Linked DNA regions of Mus musculus: all the other regions are linked to region 3. The links are chromatin contacts, called in public Hi-C maps. All regions are on one chromosome and are shown on one strand. The core of a region is the stretch at or near the end of the contact, and the rest is flanking DNA. Distances in the headings are between cores, read along the strand shown.

Evidence for each region. A called contact is a pair of places that touch in the nucleus more often than the background predicts.
Region 1: a contact with region 3 is called in a Hi-C map of liver, with 2.9 times the contacts expected there. The contact joins two enhancer-like sites. A contact is called at or near these places in 1 of 15 datasets of contacts at CTCF or cohesin (the NIH/3T3 cell line), 4 of 484 Hi-C or Micro-C datasets (all in liver) and 7 of 115 datasets of contacts at active chromatin or transcription factors (embryonic stem cells, extraembryonic endoderm stem cells and trophoblast stem cells).
Region 2: a contact with region 3 is called in a Hi-C map of liver, with 5 times the contacts expected there. The contact joins two enhancer-like sites. A contact is called at or near these places in 2 of 484 Hi-C or Micro-C datasets (embryonic fibroblasts and liver) and 7 of 115 datasets of contacts at active chromatin or transcription factors (embryonic basal ganglia, embryonic stem cells and oligodendrocyte precursor cells).

The regions. Positions count from the first base shown.
Region 1 is chr3:145,789,327-145,792,500 of GRCm38.p6, reverse strand. All of the region lies in intron 1 of Ddah1 (dimethylarginine dimethylaminohydrolase 1), which reads right to left. Among named protein-coding and RNA genes, the nearest start is that of Ddah1, 32 kb to the right of the region's middle. Within about 2 kb of position 1,515, at least 16 of the 459 cell types and tissues checked have an H3K27ac peak or open chromatin away from gene starts, as enhancers often do. A contact at or near this core is called in liver, where this site is marked.
Region 2 is chr3:145,840,638-145,843,989 of GRCm38.p6, reverse strand. The region is part of intron 1 of Ddah1 (dimethylarginine dimethylaminohydrolase 1); the gene reads right to left. Among named protein-coding and RNA genes, the nearest start is that of Gm35187, 48 kb to the left of the region's middle. Within about 2 kb of position 1,474, at least 11 of the 459 cell types and tissues checked have an H3K27ac peak or open chromatin away from gene starts, as enhancers often do. A contact at or near this core is called in liver, where this site is marked.
Region 3 is chr3:145,623,546-145,626,788 of GRCm38.p6, reverse strand. No RefSeq gene overlaps it. Among named protein-coding and RNA genes, the nearest start is that of Gm40164, 7.8 kb to the left of the region's middle. Within about 2 kb of position 1,793, at least 22 of the 459 cell types and tissues checked have an H3K27ac peak or open chromatin away from gene starts, as enhancers often do. A contact at or near this core is called in liver, where this site is marked.

The DNA of each region.
Region 1 (3,174 bases), core at 266-2,765, 170 kb before region 3:
GACACTCATTCGTGTGTATGTGTGTGCATGGTATATATGTGCGTTGTACGCACATATGTATGCAGGCGTGCACTTTCTTATCCACTTCTGTGTATGCAGAGGCCAGAGGAGGACATCAAGTGTCTATCACTCTCCAGCTACTCCGCTGGGAGAGGATCAATGAACCTGGAGTTAAGCTGACAGCCAGCACCCGCAGAGATCTTCCTGTCTCTGCCCACAACAGGGTTGGGACATGTGGTTGCTGGGATCTGAACTCAGCAAACAGCTAGGGCTCTTAACCAATTTACAGAATGCATTTTAAACTAGAAAACTTAAGAGGATTCATTCAATTAAACCATCATTTCCCAAGCCTGGTCACCACTAATACATAAGATTCACTATCCCACGGAATGCTTTCTATCAATTAAATGTCTCTTTGCAAGAATCCAAATCCAAGGTTGGGAAAATGTGTGCTCTTCCGTAGTTAGCTGAAATTTCCCCTTCAGCACACACATCACTCCCATCAGACCCACTCTCTGCATTCGGGCCTTCCACACCCCCAGTAGTTACTGTTTCTTGTTCTCTGTCTTGTAAGTTACACTGTGTCCACATGGAAATGACTCCCTAGTCCTAGCTCTGTCACGAATGGTTTGGTTTTGGTGTTGGATAAGTGCATAAAGCTATATTTGATAGTGAAAATATAAGATTGGTATGAGCACCACAGCTCCAGAATGGCTGTTCTAACTGTTCACCCGCATGTGTAGACTCTGGGTCTGATTAATTTCAGTGGGTGATGCTTTCTATTTGCAAGGTTTTTTTAATGATAAAAGTTATTTCCCTTTACTTACTGATTCAGGGTGCCAGAATTACTGGCCTCTATCACCATACCCAGTTTACCTGAGATCTTAAAAGTCTTAAGAAGACGACATTTTCCTGGTACACTAACTTAGACTAAAGCTTCTAAAGTTCCTTATTAAGTCCAGCATGAGCTTCATTTAAACTCCTTGTTTTATAGTGGAGTCAAACAAGGCTTGGAGGGGTGCAGCAGGCTCCTTGGCATCGAAGAATCAGTACCTGGTACTGTTTCACCCTTAGTCCAAGACAAGTAAGCATGCCTCACATAGAAGAGGTCCTAGATTCCAATAGAAACCCAGCTTAGCCCCACAGTTTATAAATATTTCATATTTCCTCTGTTTCCAGTGGGGCTTTTATTTTACCACGTGCAAATAAGCTTAAGGAAAGGGATGCAGGGGGAAGGGGAGAAGAAACTAGAGAAGTGGGTGTCCTAGTCAAGGCACGTTTAAAAATCTGTTCATTTTCTGGAAAAAACAATGTTTGCCTGTGTGCCGCTTTATGTTGCTGCCCAGGAGCCTGCTTGGAAGGATCAAACTAGTCCCTGAACTCTGTTTAGGGTTTTTGTGCCAACTGGTTCATATGGTAACTTGGATTCAAGCAAGACTTTACAACTCTGCGCTCTGTATATAGACACGGCATGTGCAAAATGCTGTGTGTTGCCAGTCCGTGCGGAGCCAGCTCAAAGGGACAGACTGGGACAGACATCTCTCTTCTGGCTTGATCAGTAAACTGGATGTGTTTACATGACTGTTAACTGCTTTGGGAAAACACACAAACACAGTGTAAATATTGTGTCATGCTGTGAGAAAGAGCAGAAGTGTAAGCTATCACAACAGGGCCTGGGCTAGCTGAGCAGACTTTCACACCCATTCCATTGTGTAAACACTCTTATGTTTCCAATGAATTATACTCAGAAATACCACAGGCTGGGGAGGGGGCTGCTGAACATGGAGGAGACAGGTATACATCGTGGTACATTTATAACACCCACCCATTTCCCAGTTGTCCCCGTTAGACATAGTAAGAGGTTACAGTGCTAACTAGCTGAGTCACAGCTAACTACACCAAGTTATCTATTTTTATTAGAACCCAAGTCGTTACTGTCACTCAGCACCCTCTGGGCTATCCATCTGCTGGAACCAAAGCTCAGGAGATGGATACTGTTGCAGAGTTCTGGTTGGACACCCATGCCACTTAAGCACAAGGTTGTGGCCAAGGTCAGCAAACTGATATCTGAGAAGGTGGTGGGAATGACCTGTTCTCCACCAGCTTCCTGCACCAGATTCAAGACACAGAGCCCCAGACAGCACAGCCAGCCAACAGGGTGTCTGCTTACCCCTGCTTGTCTGGACAGTCGAGAGATCGGAGCTTTCACTCAGGATGATCAACCATTAGTGCTCCAGAGAACCAGAGTCTTACTGGACTGCACTTCCTGTGAACCTTTTCTCCTATTGAGTATGGATGGTAAAAGAGGGGACTGTGGCATATGGATGGAGACAGCAATAAAGGGAATTGAAGGCAAAGTTGGCCGCCCAACTGTAGGCAAGAGAGCTAGGAAATGGGGTGTGGGGAATGGGAAGTGGGGGAGTGCTAGTTACAACTGGAGGGTTTTCAGACTTGCTAGGGACAGCAAGGATCACAGTACAAAGCAGGCTACTGGGCAAGCATTTACTTCCTTGTGTGACTATGAGCAGATCAAAGACTCAGGGATTGAGGGGGAACAAAGCTATTCCTTAAGATGGAACTCTCTCCATGTCTCACAACCAAGCCTATCCCTTGTTCTCTTGCTCCTTCCCCGCACCCCGTTTAATTTCATTCCTGTTGTGGTGACGAATACCCGGACAGGAGCAACTTAGGGGAGGAGGGGACTTGTTCATGTGGCTTATGATTCCAGAGCACGGTTCATCGTGTGGGGGAGTCGCAGTGGCAAGAGTTTATAAACACCATATCCACAGTAAAGAGCAGAAAACAAAAAACAAAAAAACAACCCATCATGCTTCCTGCTTGCTCAGTCAGCCCTCTAGGGTCTAGGACCCAAAAACAGGGGATGGTGCTGCCCACAATGGACTGTCTTCTTATCTATCAACAATCAAGACAAAGATCAAAGGCATGGCCCCAGGCCAATTGGATCAAGACAGTTCCTCAACTGTTCTCCTCCTAGGAGATTCTACGTTGTGTCCCATTGACAGTTAAAACTAACCAGCACACTCCTATAAAAGTGTTAGAAAATAAGCTCTCCCTCAAGCAAGGATACTCTTTGCCCCTTGAGGTCAGTTGCTCCATCGGAACCAGGTCAACGTTCTATGTTTAAGCAATAGACCTTGAATGCATTTATTTATC
Region 2 (3,352 bases), core at 225-2,724, 220 kb before region 3:
GGGCATCCCTGCCAAAATTGTCACTGGAGAGGCATCATGACAGAAGTTGCTTCTAAAGTAATAAAAATATGGAAATACTTTGACAGTACTGACATTCATGCATTCAAAAACATTAAAGAGGGTATAAAGAAAAATAAACACACCGCCCCATCCTTGTCCTGGAACCTGCTACATTTCCACACACCAGTGACTCAGAACGATAAAAAGTATTTCCATAGACAAAATGATCTTTATATAGTGACTACATCCAGTGACTTCTTTAACAGGAAGGGCAATTGTCATACCATACAAACAGGAGCAAAACATTTACCATGATTCGGGAGACTCTGAACTAACTCTCTCTCTCTCTCTCTCTCTCTCTCTCTCTCTCTCTCACACACACACACACACACACACACACACACACACACACACACACACACACTTGTCAGCTTTAGTGTCTATAGAAAATTCACCGAGTGTAAGGAGAAGGCATGAGGACCGGGCTCTGGAAGTTAACATTTCAGTAACTGGGAATTCGGCGGCAACACCGGTTCCGCTCGGAAATGCTTCTATAACTACACAGCGTCTCAACTGAGGACCTTCAGTTAAACTCTTCAGAGTGAAAGACAGAAACAAGGCGGCACTGTCACTGTACACTGTCTCTGAAACACCTCCTTCCATCTCTCACGTCTTATGTCTTTCCAAATTGAAAGTTTATTTTTTCTCCTGGTTTTGAAAAGTGATCCGTCAGGATCATATAATCAGACATTTTTTTTCCTTTGGAAACTTTGAGTGCATGTACAGAGTTAAGAAGCTGTTGGACACTTAGGACAAAATTATTCTAAAGGGAAATTGATTTTAGAGGATAAAATTTTGTGGTTTCCTAACTGTGAAACCAGGTATCCCGACATTACATTACATCTGGATTATGTGTAATCCAGATGTAATTATATTCTGTTGCTGCTCTACCGCCAGGTTTTGGGGGAGGTCTGCATCATCCATGTGGATGGTACTAGATTACTTTCAGAGTCAAATGTCTGAAAGAGTTTAAAAAACTTAAACATGAAGTGGACAGTTGTGAGAGGTTCAGCATCAAGTTGGGCATGCTAACCCCAGAGAGATGTCTAACAAAACGGAAGAACAGAGCCCAGCAGGCTGCCTACTGAGAACTGAATTCTGGTACAGATTCCCAGGAAAGCACACACAAAGTCTCCTACAAAAGGCCTAGCACTTCCCTGACACATCAGCCTGGAGCAAATCTGCTTCTGGGGCCAACTGAACAGTAAATGACAGAGGGGGAACTTTATAGGAACAGATGCAACCATGAACCTTTAAACATCTGCTTGTTGCGTAGTTGCACAGTCATGTTGACTTAATTTATGTTCAGGAGGGGAAAAAACAAAAGAATCCAACACTCCACCTTCCACAGAGACACCAACTCTACAGTGGAACGCTAAGTGACTCAGAGAAACCATCAGGACAAACAGTATTGATTCCACAGGCTGAGCTGAACGGGCGCAGCTAACACATAGGTCAGAAATTGCAAGAAGAAATTGGAGAAACCTTAGCTTATGATCCAACGCCATTCTAAAGACTGACAAGTGCTTTGAGTTACGTCTCTCTTGCCTGGGTTAGTGGGCAGACTGAGCCTCAGTCTGCTCATCTTTGAAGTGAGTATTTATTTATGCTTAAGCTCCCTTGGACTACTAAACTCACATAAAGCTCATATCACACAGAACTGTAAGTGCACAAAAGATATCAGACACAACTTTTGTTATCTGAAATACCAGACTGTGTGCATATGGTGACGGATTCTTATGCCACGAATCTGACCCACAAGCAAAAAAGCTGTTGCTTTTTCTTACATCTAGACAAGTTCCCATGTTTTACGACTGTGTGACAGATTCCATCTGTGTTACCACAAAACAAAATGGCAATTTTTCCCACGAGCCAACTCAGAGTGAGAGTGGTTCGCCTATTTAACATGTCCGTGTTAAAATCTTGCCAGTTTTATTTCCTCCCAGCTCCAGGAAGCTGTTGTGATGAGGCACATTTCTTATAATCTCTCCTTTAACTAACCTTCAGCACCAAGAAAGGTAGGCCTGGCTGGTAAGATGCCCCACAGGCCTCAAACAAGCACTGAAGGCTGGAAGCCATGCCTCTTGCCTTTAATTCTAGCATTAGAAGCAGAGATAAGAGGATTGTGAGTTTGAGGTCAATCTAAACTACCTGTGAAGTTCTGAGCCAGCAAGGGTTCCATAGAGAGATTCCCGTGACTGAAAATCAACCAGCCAGCCAGCCAGCCAGCCAGCCAACCAAGCAACCAAGCAACCAACCAAGCAACCAACCAACAACCAACCAGCCAAGCAAGCAAGCAAGCAAGCAAGCAAGCAAGCAAGCAAGCAACCAGCCAAGCAACCAGCCAAGCAAGCAAGCAAGCAAGCAAGCAACCAACCAACCAACCAATCAACCAACAGAAAAGAGACCCAACACCAAAACAAACCAACCACCACCACAAAAACAACCCAAGGCAATAAACCACCAATACCAACAAGAAGAACAACCCCAGGCAACGAGTCTCCTTGTAGCCTTTCCTGCTGCTATAATGGAACATCCCTCCAAGAGAAGGTTAGGGGAGAAGGACTTGTTCTGGCTCACAGTTGGAGGGGACAGCTCACCACAAGGGAAGTCACAGCAGCAGGACACTGAGACACTGGTGCTGTTAACCTCCTACTTCACCCAGCCCCGGATCCAGCCCCAGGGGATGATCCTGCCCACTTTCAGTGGGTCTTCCCACTTTGGTCAGCACAATCCCTTTCAGCACACACCTCACACTTGTCACCTGCATGATTCCTGATACTGTCTAGGGAGGTTAAGGCTATCCATCATCACACAAGCCCATCAAAGGGGATCAGCCATGACAACACAGGCTGCGTAGGTTATGAGCACACTGCCCTCTAGCCTGTAGGATTCCTTTTCTCTCTCAGCACCTGGCTTCCTTTCTTACCTTTCTCACTCCCTCTCCTTCCTTCTTCTACGGCTCTCCCTCCATACCCTCCTCAAGCTTCCAGAGCCCTCACGGACAGTACCAGATATTTGAATACTGCTATGAAGGAGTGATACAACTTATGGCTTCCTGATTTGTAAAGGGGTAGTATTTTCTCTGTTACAGGGATTATGTGATTCACAAATGGGATCAGGTATAGGAAGTACCTAGCTCAGTACTTGGTACACTGAGCTCAAAACCCACAGACTATGGTATTATTATTTTACTCTCAAGTCATCTATTGATTTCAATTCTGGCTACATTTCAAATGGAAAGAAAAAAATATAAATACAGATTTTCAACATTATACAAAATCTTTTTAAA
Region 3 (3,243 bases), core at 544-3,043:
GCTCTTCCGAAGGTCCGGAGTTCAAATCCCAGCAACCACATGGTGGCTCACAACCATCCATAACGAGATCTGACACCCTTTTCTGGAGTGTCTGAAGACAGCTACAGTGTACTTTACATATAATAGTAAAAAAAAAAAATACAGAAAGCAACTTCTTGTCTTTTATTCAAGATGAATTAATGAATGTCAGAGTGTCACTGATATTTACACTGAGAACGATCTCAGAAGACATCTGGTCCAGATCAGAAGAATATTGTCCTGGATAAAGCCACTCACTCAATCAACAGAAAGTCCCAAAGGATTTTTAAAAAATAATCTCTTGTGTACATGTGATGGGCAGACAGCATCCCAGCAGATCTGAGAATCCTTTAAGCAATGTGAACTACACAAAGTATATGCAGTGTACTCCCCGCCAGACTTCAGTCCAGGTGAGTGAACTAGAAAATGTGGATTTAACTGCACAGAATGGTACATACCTGCAATCCCAGTATTTGGAGGTGGAGCTTAAAGGATCAAAGAGTTCAGGGACATCACATGGGGCTACACAGTGAGTTTGCAGCCAGCTGGGGTTATGTGAAGCCTGGTGTTGAAACAAACAAACAAAAAAAAAAGACAGGAAGAAAGGGGGAGGGGATATAGAGGAAGGGAAGAACAAAAGCAGGAAGATCAAGATTTAATAGTGTTGTAATTATACTAATTACATTGTCACCCAAAAGTGCTCCTTCAGGATTGACGGACATGAGCCCCTTGGAGATGAGTCTCTGTCCTCCCATTTACTGGGCCTGGGAGGATACACTGTTCGTGGCAGAGTGGTAAAGTGGATGGGTCTCAGCCAGATACAGAAAGTCACAGTACAACAATTTGCCACTGCACCCACATCTTGTTCCTTGGTGGTCAGTAGCTTGGGCTCTTCGACGATCATCTGGTCTGATCCCAGCAGTCCACAGTGTGGCCCTGCCTAACGTCCTTGACTTTCCGCAGAGTGTTCCAGGCACAGTCTGGTCAAGACCAGAGCGCATTTCAGAACAAAGCCACCCTCGTCCTCGTTGAGAACGTCAGACTCTAACCATCACTCCAGAATGACACTGACTGAGTGCTGACTGTTGGCTCACTTCCATCCCAACAGCACACAGAGACACATGGAAGGGCTCCTTGCTTGTTTCAGAGAGGAGGGAAGCAAAAGCCACTCACAGCTGAGCCACTTGCCAGAGGTGACACAGCGAGTAAGTGACAGAGCTCTGTACTACTCAACCCTTAGCTCCCTCAGCCTCCTCAGGGCTGAGTAGCATCTTTGTACCATGACCTCCACCTTACGTTGCTATCAAAAGATTCACATGATCAAGATTCAGAAGCCTGGTTTCTGACTGGTCACGTTTGTTTTGTCATGCATACATACCACTTCCTGTTCTTTCTATGCATATTTCCATCAAATAAAACCATATGCATTGTCATAGCAACACTGCAACACACACACACACACAAACACACAAACACGGTGCAGTCTCTGCAGTAGAGAATTGCAAAGATCTGTGGGAATTTTCATTGCGTTGTTGTTTGTTTTAAATAAAAAAGAAACCCCCTCTGTCTACATCCGAACAGAATCCCATGGCAACAGTGCAGACAGGCACGTGCTTCGGTGCCCCTCACATACCCTGAGCTTCTCCGGCCTTGCTGATCAATAGTTTTAGATCATCAGAAATTTGGCTGCAATGCTTGTGATTAAGCAGGGAGCCCAGTGACCAGACTGATCTAGCCCTCCAATGAGACAAAGGTCACTGCCCAGAATGCCAGCACTGGCTCTGACTGCCAGTTCCCATCCATTGGTGCTTGTCACATGCAGAGACTCTGGGGACATGTCCTTGGCCTTGGGGAACCCTCAAGCTGGTCAGGTCCCAGGCACTCCTGCCAGGGACCACAAGTCCTCGTGTGTGTGTGTGTGTGTGTGTGTGTGTGTGTGTGTGTTCAAGCCCCTCAGAAATGTCTCATCTCAACTATTACTACAGCATCCTCTACAACATATTTCATCCTATATTACTTCATCAAAGTGGTATCAGTATCAACCACACTTCACAGATGAAAACCTCCAGCCTTGGAATGGTTAGCGACTTGTCCAGACCAACAAATTTGAAAAGACAAGAGGAGAGATTTGAGTCCAGGACTGTTCCTGATTTTGCTTTAAGCCGTTCTATGTGGCTCCTTATTTCCTGGGTGCTCTGGAACTCATCTGCCCACAGATTCACTGACCTGAGCCTGCATTATGATACCTTCTTGTCTAGCTCCTGGGTACAGCTGCAGGAGATGGGCTGGCTTTGAATGTCTCTGGTTCTCTATCAGGTCCTCCCTCTCCCTCTCCCCCTCCCCCAACCCCACTCTCCCTCAAGTCCCAGGTTTTATATTACCACTGTTACTTCTACTACTATTATTTTTAAAGATTTATCTATTTTTAATTTATGTGTATGAGCATTTTGCCTGCATGAGTACCTGGTACAGACAGAAGCTAGAAGAAGGTGTCAGACCCCCTGGAAATGGAGTTACAGATAGCTGTGAGCTACCATGTGGGTGCTGGGAATCGAACCCACATCCTCTGGAAGAGCAGCCACTGCTTTTAACTGTGAGCCATCTCCCAGAGCCTTTATTTGTATCTTCTCTGTTACTGTTATTATTTTATGGTTTCACATATTCTAGTAAATGAAGACACACCGAAATAAAGAAATTCTCAAGCCACTGGGGAATGAAGAGCTGTTCTCAGAAAGGGGAGCACTCACTAGCTGAAGGGGAGGAGGTTCGCCATTCCACCCATGGATCACCTAATATGGTCCTTGGCTGCTTAACCACTGAACTTGGGCTGGTGTTACCCATGGTCACAAAGGTGCTGAAGGACAGCTGTCAGTTGATTGCAAGAAGACTTGCTCTCTCTGGAATGCTTGGCTCCATGCCGGGTGTGGGAAACCCACTTTATGACACAGCCTGCTCTCACACCCAGGAGACAGACAGGGTTGGTGTTATCGCTTAAGACATTCAGGAGCCAACACCGATGCTTTAGCTGGGTACCTGTCCTGTCCAAGAGTTGGCAGTGGCAGGGCTGAGGGTCCACTCGGGTCCTTTGCAGGACTGACTTCCCAGAGGATGCTTGGAGTTGGCCAGTGGGGGGAAAACATTGCTAAGGATGAGCCAGCAGGGATTCTGCAGACTCAGGCTGACTTTAACCAATGGTGGGACGCAGATGGGGAGGAAGGAAAACAC